2 separate regions of the Ovis canadensis genome follow, and region 2 is linked to region 1. The links are chromatin contacts, called in public Hi-C maps. All regions are on one chromosome and are shown on one strand. The core of a region is the stretch at or near the end of the contact, and the rest is flanking DNA. Distances in the headings are between cores, read along the strand shown. Region 1 holds the start of SSBP2 (single stranded DNA binding protein 2). Region 2 has its middle 97 kb from the start of SSBP2.

Region 1 (4,847 bases), core at 626-3,125:
TACATAGCACCAAACTTGAAGGTAGAGTTTGTAAACAATGACAGCCTGATAGACATTTGGGCATTTCGAACTTCGTTAAAAGAGGGAGGTTATTACTCCTTCTGTTAGGGGAAGCACACTGATTGAAACCGCCCACCCTGGCCAGGCACCATAGTAACTATTTGCATGAGTTGTTTTACGACATGAGGTCCTGGTAAGGAACACGGAACTAATAAGCCACTACCAATTGGAAGAGTTCAGGAAAGGTCAAAAGGAGACACCACATGTCCGACCACCTCCCTGAGTCCTTCTCTCTGGCATCCATCTTGGCTGAATAAGGCGTGCACCACCAGGAAGGACTCGGAGTCAGAATGATTGGCTAAAGACAACCTGGAAACTAATCCTATCACCATAAAACCCGAGACTGTGAGCCACGTGGCAGAGCTGTTCTCCTGGGTTCCCTTACCCTACTGCTCTCCACCCTGGTGCCCTTTCCCAATAAAAGCTCTTGCTTTGTCAGCACATGTGTCTCCTCAGACAATTCATTTCTGAGTGTTAGACAAGAGCCCAGTTTCAGGCCCTGGAAGGGGTTCCCCCTTCCTACAGCACTTCCAAGTACCTCAGGGTCCAAGAATGTCCTGTCCCCACCACAGCAGGTTATTGTAAACAGAGAGGAGAATTTTAAATAAGAAAAGGTAAATTACCTCTCAAAAATCAACTTAAGCCAATGTGACTTTTTTGACTTTATCTTCACTTCTATTGGCTGAATTTTTGTCCTTTCAATAAAAGCATGTTTATTTTTCTTGTATCCTTTTGTATTAGTCAATCCTCTTCTGTAATTGTCATCTTTTGCTATCACATTCTACGGCTACTTCATTTAATCTTGGTTGTTATTATTTTTCTTTTTACACTTTACCTTTTCCATTTTTTGTTTTTGTTTTCCTTAACATAGCAAGTCCCTTCTCTTCATTTTCCCCAGTGTTTGATTTATGTTTGGTTGCCAGCACCTTTTCTGATTCTTTCATTTTTACTAACTGCCCTTCCTTAACCTTCTGTTGATGTTATATTCCTATCACTTGCTGTCAATGCCCACACAAGCCCATTTCTTTCCATTCCATCTATCTCAGAATCTCCATATACATTTTTATGACCCTACTACTAAAAGTTTAAAGCTGCATGTGAGGAAAAGAAAGGTACCTTTCTCTATTTGAATGTTATTTCCTCTCCCCTCCCATAGCTGTTCCGGGTCTTTTTATCCTTTCTTGATGTTTTCCCCTATCTGACCCCCAGCTGCACCCCACTCCCCCTGTCACTCCCTATTTGATGTCCATCTCTTCTTTTTAAACGTGTTTGCACTCTGTCTTATTTTACATCCAAGGATCTCCACAAGATAAAGGATGGAGTTCAGTTGGGAGCCAGGTTGTGTGTGTTTTCAGAAACTTTTTTGCCTTTACTGAAATGGGATTGGGGCCTGGGATCCATGAATATTCTTGGGCAGCGTTTCAGCTCTGGCAAAAGCTTTGTACACCTTGGAGCACGGCTGGGGCCTATTCTGACGGACAAAGACAGGGATGTTTTTAAAAGCCTTCTACGGTCCTTTCCACTCCAAAGGTCAGGATGAGTTGGCATCAACGCCCCAGGCTAGAGAGGCAGGCCAGGTGGGGATACCCGGGACCCTTTTCTGCAGTACGTCTGGCATGTCGCGGGGCTCTGATCTTAGGAGGACAAGGTGGGGGCCACTGAGGCCCCAGGAGTCACTGGGCCACCTTTTGGAGGCAGGCTCACCTCTAAAGAGAGGAGCCAGGCCCGAGGCCGAGTGCTCCCCCGCGCTGCAGGGCGCGGCCCCAGGAGCCAGGCGACGCCATCCCAGCGGCGCCAAGGGCCGCAGGCACAGTCCCTCCAAGGAGGGAAGGCGAGTCGCTCCCAGTCGCTCAGCCAGAAGGTCGAGGGAACAGTGCGCGTGTCCCCCGCCAGCCGGCCCTCTGGGAGCTGGGCGGGGGCGACACCGCAGGGAGTAGGGCCGAGGACCGCAGAGATCAATCCTGGGTACCGGCGCGGGGTCACAGACAGGAGAGGAGCGGGAGAAAGGGGCTGGTGGGGGAGGCTCCCCAGGGCGGCTGGGGCCGTAGATCTGCCTGTGTACTAGGCGGGCGCCCTGAAGTCTGGGGCCGCGGCCGCTCCGGCTCCGCCAGCTCCTGCCAGAGACTCCAGGCCGCACTTTCCCCTCCTCCCGGCGCCTTCTCTCCAGTGAGGAGCCGAGCGCGGGCGGTGCGGGGGGAGGGGCGGCGTTGGAGGGAACAGCCAGTTGTTTAAAATCCTTCTAGAGCAGTTTCTAATTCCCCCCTTGCGCCGGGGTTCGGAGGGGGGAGGCACGGAGAGGAGCGGGAGGAGGGAGGAGAGCGGAGAGGGAAGGAGGGAGGGAACCCGGGAGGGAGGGAAGGAGGGAGGAGACTGCCGCTTAGGCTGTAGCCGCCGCCGCGCGCTTCGGCAGGCCGGAGGGAGTCGAGGGGGGGAAGGCCTGTCAGTCTCGTGCGTTGCCTGGGCGAAGGGGGCGGAGCTTTGGCGTGGGGCGGCCAATAGTGGGGGTGGCTGCGTGGGTCGCCATGGGGACGGGGCTGTTCCCGGGGAGGCTGTGATGGGTTGACAGGTGCGTGACAGTGGGAGCTGCTCTCGGCACAAGCATGTACGGCAAAGGCAAGAGTAACAGCAGCGCCGTCCCGTCCGACAGCCAGGCCCGGGAGAAGTAAGTGTCTCCGCTTCTCACCCACCTCCGCCTTCTCACGCGCGCACACACACACACACGCACGCACTCGCACACTCTCTCGGAGACACCCAGACACACAGACACTCTCTGCCGGGGGAGAGCCGGGGGGTGGGCTGGCAGGGGGAGGGGTGCGCGAGGTGGGGGGCGTGCGGTGCTGGGAGCGGCTGTTTCCCAGGAGGGGCTCGCGCGGGGCTGGCGGCCGTGGGGTCTGGCGGGAGGGAGGGAGCGAGTGTGTCGGGGGGCGGCGGCGGTGCCGGTGGCGGGGATGGAAACTTGTTTGGGTGATTGAGGGAAATAACCCGCGGGTTCACCTTCTCGCAAAGTAACTTTGGAGCTGGGGTCCGGGGCTGCGGGGAGCGGAGAGCCTCCGGGGGTAGAGGTTGGGCGAGAGGGGGCAGCTGCGTGGAGGAGGCCACGCGGAGGGAATGTGGGTGTTCGGTGGGGGCGGGCCGGGGTCGGGGCGGGCTGCTCGAGGGGCGCCGCGGCGGGGGGCTCGGGCGCCGGGGCCGGTTGCGCCTGGCGAGGCGAAGGCAGCGGGGCCGGGCGCGCGGCGGGCGGAAGCCGGGCGTGGAGCGGTCGAGCGGGGCCCCGCTGGGCGCGGAGACGCGCGCGGGGCGCGGAGGGCGTGTGCGGGGCGTGGGCTGGGTGGGCGTCGGGGCTTTCCTGGTCCGGAGGAGGGACGCCGCGTTCGCAGCCCTGTGTGCCTCGCAAGCCTGGGGCAGGGGGCGTCAGGGGCGCCGCTGAAGTTTGGGAGTCAAAAGACCGAGTTCCTGGGGAGGAAAAGTGTGCTGGCGAGAAGCGGGAGCTGCTGGGGTAGGCTGGCGTTTCTGCCGCTCGCAGTCGACCCAACTCGGCGGCGGCGGCGGCGGCGGCTGGAGAACTTTTTTTTTTTTTTTTTGGAGACTTGCAGCCTCCCAAACGTAGAGGGCCGTGGCGGTCCGGGCGGCGAGCGGGGGTCGCGGGGAGGACTAGCGGTGGGGGCCGCGGCCGCTGGCGCGAGGAGGGCTGTCTGCGGTGGGGAGGGGGCAGTGGTCCGAACCCGGACTTGCAGGAAGGGTCGAAGCGTGGAGACGGGGAGGAGTTAGTTGTTTGGTCGGTGTGGCGAGGAGATACAGGTGTTAACTCCGGTGGGAGCCCAGGGGAGGCTGGCGAGAAAAGAGCCCCTCCCGGCCTGGGATGCCACCGTCACGGCACGCTGCGAAGCAGGGTTGTTTGCTTCTATTCTTATGTGCTTGTAACGGTGATTTGGTTGTTACTAAAAATGAGAGCGCATAGTGACTGTGACCACTGAGGAAGAACCCCTCTTTTCTGTGCAGCAGTTCTTATGGTGATTCCCACTAACCACCTCCATTCTGAGGATGAGGCGTATCCCTGTCATTGGACGCGCTCTGCCCTTCCGAGGACTTCAGACTGGAGAAAAGTCTGAGAGCATCTCAAAAGCTACTTTAGTCACCTTGCACAAGGAAATAGCTGAGTAAATAAAAACCCAATGTGCAGAAACTGCCGGGTTTGCCTCCTAGTTTTAGGCAGTTAGTAGTCTTCTGAAAGTTTCTTGTGCCCTAGGGTTGGGAACATTTCCTAATCTTTGTGTTGGCAGCAATAAACGCAATTCCTATAGGATTTAGGGGCGGCCTTGGCGTATCAAAACAAACCAAAAAAAGATACTCCCCCCTACACCTCCAAGGTATTTTCTGAGCTGTATTCAGGATCTTGTTGCTGTGACAAGGAGTATGTAAAAGATTTAGCATTATAGGTTGGTTAAGAGATAGCAAGTTGCTGGAATTGAAGTTTTGAGATAGCGTAATTTGTGTGCGTTTATCATTTAGTGGCAATATATCTGAGAAAATAGAAACATTTAGGGAAGATGTTTTAATGATTACAGAGTATTTGGATTTCATATGTTTGGGAGTGAAGGAATTGAAATGTGTATTGAGGTATATCTTAAACGTATTTTCAGGGTGGTTGAATTTGAGAATCCAAATTTTGGGTTTTACTTGAACTTCCAGGAATGGCTGAATTTAATCTATATTATGATAACTTTGTAAAAGAAATTTTAAAAGCATCTAGCATAATAATGAGGAAGTTGAACCTGGTGTGTCTTAAG
Region 2 (5,412 bases), core at 2,382-4,881, 96 kb before region 1:
TACATTTTTGTTAATAGAAAATTACAACCAGCCCTATGGGAAGCAGGAACATCTTTCTCTCTCAGAACTGCTTTCATTTTGACCCAAATTTGCTGGCTTACTTGAAATGATTTTGCCTTTCTTATTATAAATTCATTTGAAGTAAAACTGTGGAATCTTGAAATTTAGAGCATCAAAAATTATTTATCTTTAGGGAATGGATTCTGCCATAATTAATTTTATATCCTGTTTCTCTTCTTTTGTCATTCATTTGGTGTTAAAATTTCCAAATTTAGTCTAATGCCAACAGTGATCTGCCTGGGAAACCTACCTTAACAGGCAGATGTCCAGATCAAAAAATAGCCTATTTTAACAGTAGAAATATAAACAAACATGTACACACCATACAAAATAAGGTTGAAATGGGTGGGGTCAGTTGATTGACATCCATTTGTCTCTTTCATTGGAAAATGTCATGGGCAGCTTCCACTATGCTTAAGACAAATTTAGATGAATGGAGGTGCTAACTAATGATGCCATTATCTATGTAGCAAATGTAAATGAAGACTTGAAAATCCTGAGTCATTCATGAGAGCCACTTATATGACAGAGGAGGGGAACTTAGAAAAATGAAAACAAAATGTCTTGAGGTGGCAATTTAATCTAAAAAATAACATTCAGATAGGTAAAAAGATAAAATATGCTTAGCTTTTGGAAAGAGATCCAGTGAAGTCCAGTAAACAGGGCCAAGTCTTATGAATTGTAAAAATTGCATTATATACAATCTTTTTAGCAATAAGAATTATTTTAACCATCAATAACTGAGGGTTGTTATTTTAGGAGAATGAAGTCAATACATTTGTTTTCCTGAGGCAGGCAGGGGCAGTATTGTGCTATTCGTGAACTTCATTAATATTCATTAATTTTAAAAGCAGTTTGGTTAGCTTTGGCAATTGTCTATCAGATATTATGCCTTTAAATAAAAATAATTACAAGAACTTCATTATTTAAAAATGTAATTAGCATGAAGTTTAAAACCTACATTTTCACTAGAGGATGTTATTCATTGGATAATGTACATTTTTTGGAAGGGTCTATTTTAATTGAATTCCTGGGGTAAAATTCTAAAAATCATAGTGACTAAAATAACCTGAATGTAACCAAAAGTAAACTGAGAGTACTTTTTTTTCAAATGTTCGAATTAATTTCCACTTTAAAAGAGTACCATAGTTGACCCAATTAGCTCTGTAAACGAATTCTGTTGTTTAACATTCTTTAGCATTTCACAGTAGACAGTTTTCACCCATCCACCACCTTAGATCCCCAAAGATCTCAGCGCACATTTAGTGATATTTACCTTATGAAGTAACTAAATCCAGAAGAGCATTGAGCTCACATCACTGTAAAAAGAAATTGTTTCCTCATGCTTGCCGCTCCCATTCAGGGACTAGAAGCTGAAAACTCTGAAAATTATCCTTGTGCAACTAGGAAATTGTGGACAGAAATGCAAAATAGTTTTATTTGTATATAAGCCCAGCCATAGAAACCATACAAAACCTTGCTCTGCAAAAAAGTCCTCCAGCCTTTGTAAATCAGGCTTTTTACACCATGACAGATTAACAGCCAGGGCAAAAAATTCATGCACATGGAGTTGGAAATGGAATCCTCCACACGTCCTTCTTGATTCATGTCCACACTGAGGTACAACAATGTTGAGTAGTACTTTGTGGATTGTAAGAAAATAAATAAATAAAAATTAAAGTACCACCCAAAGAAAATAAGTCTGAATAATTCAGGGAGACTTTTGAGGCAAGACCAACAAGGAAAATTCACTGTAGTGAATAGCGAAACTTTTAAGAATACACACTTCTTTGTGTGTGGCTTTTATTTTTTAATTTTTTTTAGGGCTGGCTGCTCTAGAAATGTATTTGAATCAGTTTGATTTGTGTTTGTCAAAAGTAACTTCCAGTGCCGGAGAAACACCTCAGTTCTTTAGGTTTTATTTTTAGCTTTTTGTTTTTGTTTTGTGTTTAAGGTAAGTTAGCCCTTTGGGACTAGCACAATTTTCCTGTTTAGGGTAGTTTGGAAAATAAGAGAGATCGTCTTGCTTCTTGTTATCAAACATAGGTGACTGTAGATATAATTTTTCTAAAAACGTGGTTAATAACAGTCTACCAGCAAGAGTAAATCGAGTACCTGCCTCCCTAAATGGATTAAATCAGCGTCTCTGCAATACCATACTGGATAATGGGTAATATTCTTTATAGAGGTATTTATCCACTCTGACTTATTATTGAAGAATACAGAAAAATTTTGCTGCATCCACAAGTGGACAGATTTCCAATTCAAGAGGGCAGGCTTTGGGCTGCCGCTTGCTTTAGGGATTTTGAACCCCCTCAGTTGCCCACACCTGACTTGACTTATACAGCAGCACCCTCCCTGGGATCTCCCCTGTCTTTATATCTAGTTGGGGAGGAGTGTGGCCTCCCCAAACTAGACATAAAGTTAATATCAGTGTCCGAGGTTCCAGCTCCTCCCCCAAAACCCATAGCCCTCAAGGGGTACTAATTCATGAGTGCCAAAACTCGGCAAGTCAGGCCTTGTCCTCTCCAGTCTGAGTAGGATTGACTGTACCCGGATAAAAGCACGGGGCGGAAAGGGTTAATCACAATCCTCCTCTTCCTCCTCTCCCCCCTCCACCCGGCGACAGAGCCAGGAGTGTCTCAGCGGGAGAGCAACTGGAAACCACAAACACCCAAACCCAGGAGCAACTCAAACTAAACCTGGAGACCTGGCTTAGGGAAAGGAGTTAAGTTTAGACCAAACGGTTTTATCAAGGTAGCTGAAAAGGTGCTGCCCTCAGATCTCAAGGATTTCTTTGATGTTGCAGCTGAAGCCTCAAAAATACATTTATGACCCTAATGCCCTTTATTCCCAAAGACCCCAAGGGGTGTTTGTAGAAACGTCCTGCAGGCGTACAGAGTGCAGTGGGAGTGAAGAAAACCCCCGCGGTTATACACGCCTGGCCACCTGGTCCAGGTAACCTTTGCTGCGGGGTCGGGGCCGCCAAGCAACAACCTTCGCCCCATGACAGGGCATCCTCCAAACCCACCGCAGCCAAGACGTTGCAGGACCCATCCGCCGGCCCCGGCCCTGGCCCCCGCCTCCCAGCCCCAGTCTTCCCCACACCATCCCAATCCCTTCCCTACTCCTCACCCTGGGTCGGGGGCGTCCCTGATCGCCAGACCCCCTAAAACCTACCGGCGCTCTGAGCGCCCACCAGCAAATTCCTACCAGCCCCAGCCTTCCAGGAAAGCAAAAGCAAAAAAAAAAAAAAAAAAAAGACCATGACATCACGGGCAGGTTTATTTGGGTTTGTTTGTTTGCTTGTTGGCTAGATTAAATACTCGTGGAAGGTGAACGTACCCCACACAGGAGAAGTTTGATGTTGACAAACTTCTGGTGGCAGCGAGACAGTGTCAGCACAACTTCCGGGATAATGAGAGCTGCTTTGCAGGGAGCGCGGCAGCTGCGGCGGGAGGCGGCCGCCGGACGGAACAGCAAATGCTATTCAGCCCGAGCAGTTTCAAGCCGCCCGAGCTGGGGAATTACTGTAGTCGAGCTACGGCTCTTACCACCGGCGCTGGATCTGGGCGCGCGTTAGGGGGGGAAGCTGCAGGCACAGGGCGCCGAGAGGGGAGCTTTCAAGTTACTTTGCTCCACCCCTACACCCGGCAGAGGCTGGCAGGCTGCATGGTAACTGCCAGCATCTTGGTCTCTGCTCCTTTAGGCGGCCGCCCTGGAATCAACCAACTTTTCTCTCCCCCAAAACTCCCTCTTTGTTTCAAATAGGACTCTCCAAAATTTATTCTTGGGAAGACTGACAGCCGGGGTCAAGAAACAGCTGTTGAAGTTAATGTTTCTTCCTCCCACTTCGTCTGATGGTTGTGCCCTGCCAAGACAAAGTGAGAGGCACTGCCTGGTGGCTTCTTTAAACAGACAAGCATTTAGCCAAAAAAAAAAAAAAGTGGGGGAGAGTGGGGGGGGGGATATTTTCCTGCTTAACATACAATCTGATCAGAAATGCAACAGCATGTGCTTTTCAACTTGTGCTGATTACTTGCTGAAAAGATGCTTCGGCTTTTAGTTTTGAACACTCTTAGCACTGGGGAGGGGGTGGGGTGGGCACGGGGATGGTGGGAGAGGTGGTGAGGACACTTTCCATGTTTTGGTAAAGGGGCAAAAATGTTAAACCTTCCTCCTCTGACCCACCTCACCCTCTCTAAGAAAGATAGAATGGCCTGGGGGAGGGAGGAAAGAGTTACATTCCTTTGCAAGGTTTAATTCACATTTCAAATTTCATATCATGATGCAGAACAAGGACTGGCCTAGAGCTAGGCAAATTGTTTTTATTTGGAGACCTAGGCCAACCTGGACCTTGCTGCCAGCTCTTGGTAGTTCTTGGTGGCTTTCTCCAGATTAGGCCTGTCTCTTCTTCAATTCCCCAACCCAACTCCTTTGCCCAGAGGGCATGCTCTGGGACAAGCTATCTTGTTTTTTCCTGCTTTCTTCAGGGTGAAGGTTGATTTTAGCACAACCCTTCCTCTGCTCCCGGTGCAGTTTAGGGTGCCCTGGGGGTCTGCCTGAGTCTCCCTGTCCTGACTGAGCTCTCCAAACGTGGTTGTTCTCTGTAGTGGGAGTGGGGTATTGGGAACTCGATTCCTTCCTCATCAGAGAACTTAACCAGTCTTTCAAGTGCCCCATTGCCCTTTGGGAACACTCTGCTCACTTGGTCTCTCTCAGACATGGTCATATGAAGACACAAAAGGCCTTCCTACTCCACCACAGGTTAGCCTGTCACCGCATCGCAATGCAGTGCCATCACAAAGTGATATTGCATCAGACCCAAGGATATTTTAGGAAGCTCTCAAGCTGGGTCCAACCAGCCTCTGTGCAAGAATCAGGGCCACACTGCCAAAATGAGGGCTGTGGAGATGCTGGACAGGTGGCAATGATGCCCTCTCTATTCTCAGCTCCATTCCCCACTTGCTGTCCCATCCCTCCCCAACCTTACCCCGGAGACCTCACCCCAGCCAGTCTGATGCACTCAATGACTTCGCCACCTTTCCCTCTGCCTAGTTCCCAGAGGGCACCACTTTTTTCTCCCTCTTGTGTCTCTTTGCAGTGTGCCGGTCCACCTTCTGCTGTATTTCCTGTTTTTCTGCCTATTGTGGTCACTCACTGAGACCTTAAGTAGCATTTGTTCTTATTAACTGAATCATTTGAATTACTCTTGGAGTTGCTCTGGCTGCTGCAAGCAAAACCTCCAACTTGGGCATCTGCAGTCCTGCTCAACTCGTTTGACTTGGGTGAACCTTTCCCCTCCTCTCCAACTCTGGGTCCCCCAGTTGGGGTGACATGATGGCAGTGGCC

What was found. Hi-C and Micro-C count contacts between places; a contact is called where the count stands out from the background.
Region 2: a Hi-C map of fibroblasts shows a contact between it and region 1, with 6 times the contacts expected there. The contact joins the enhancer-like site here to the promoter of SSBP2 in region 1. A contact is called at or near these places in 2 of 2 Hi-C or Micro-C datasets (fibroblasts and lung).

The regions. Positions count from the first base shown.
Region 1 is chr5:94,274,694-94,279,540 of ARS-UI_OviCan_v2, reverse strand. SSBP2 (single stranded DNA binding protein 2) reads left to right here and starts at 1,875. Exons shown (of 17, transcript XM_069592559.1): 1 at 1,875-2,722. The coding sequence starts at 2,661.
Region 2 is chr5:94,371,995-94,377,406 of ARS-UI_OviCan_v2, reverse strand. No RefSeq gene overlaps it. Among named protein-coding and RNA genes, the nearest start is that of SSBP2, 97 kb to the right of the region's middle. Within about 2 kb of position 3,631, the one cell type or tissue checked has open chromatin away from gene starts, as enhancers often do. A contact at or near this core is called in fibroblasts, where this site is marked.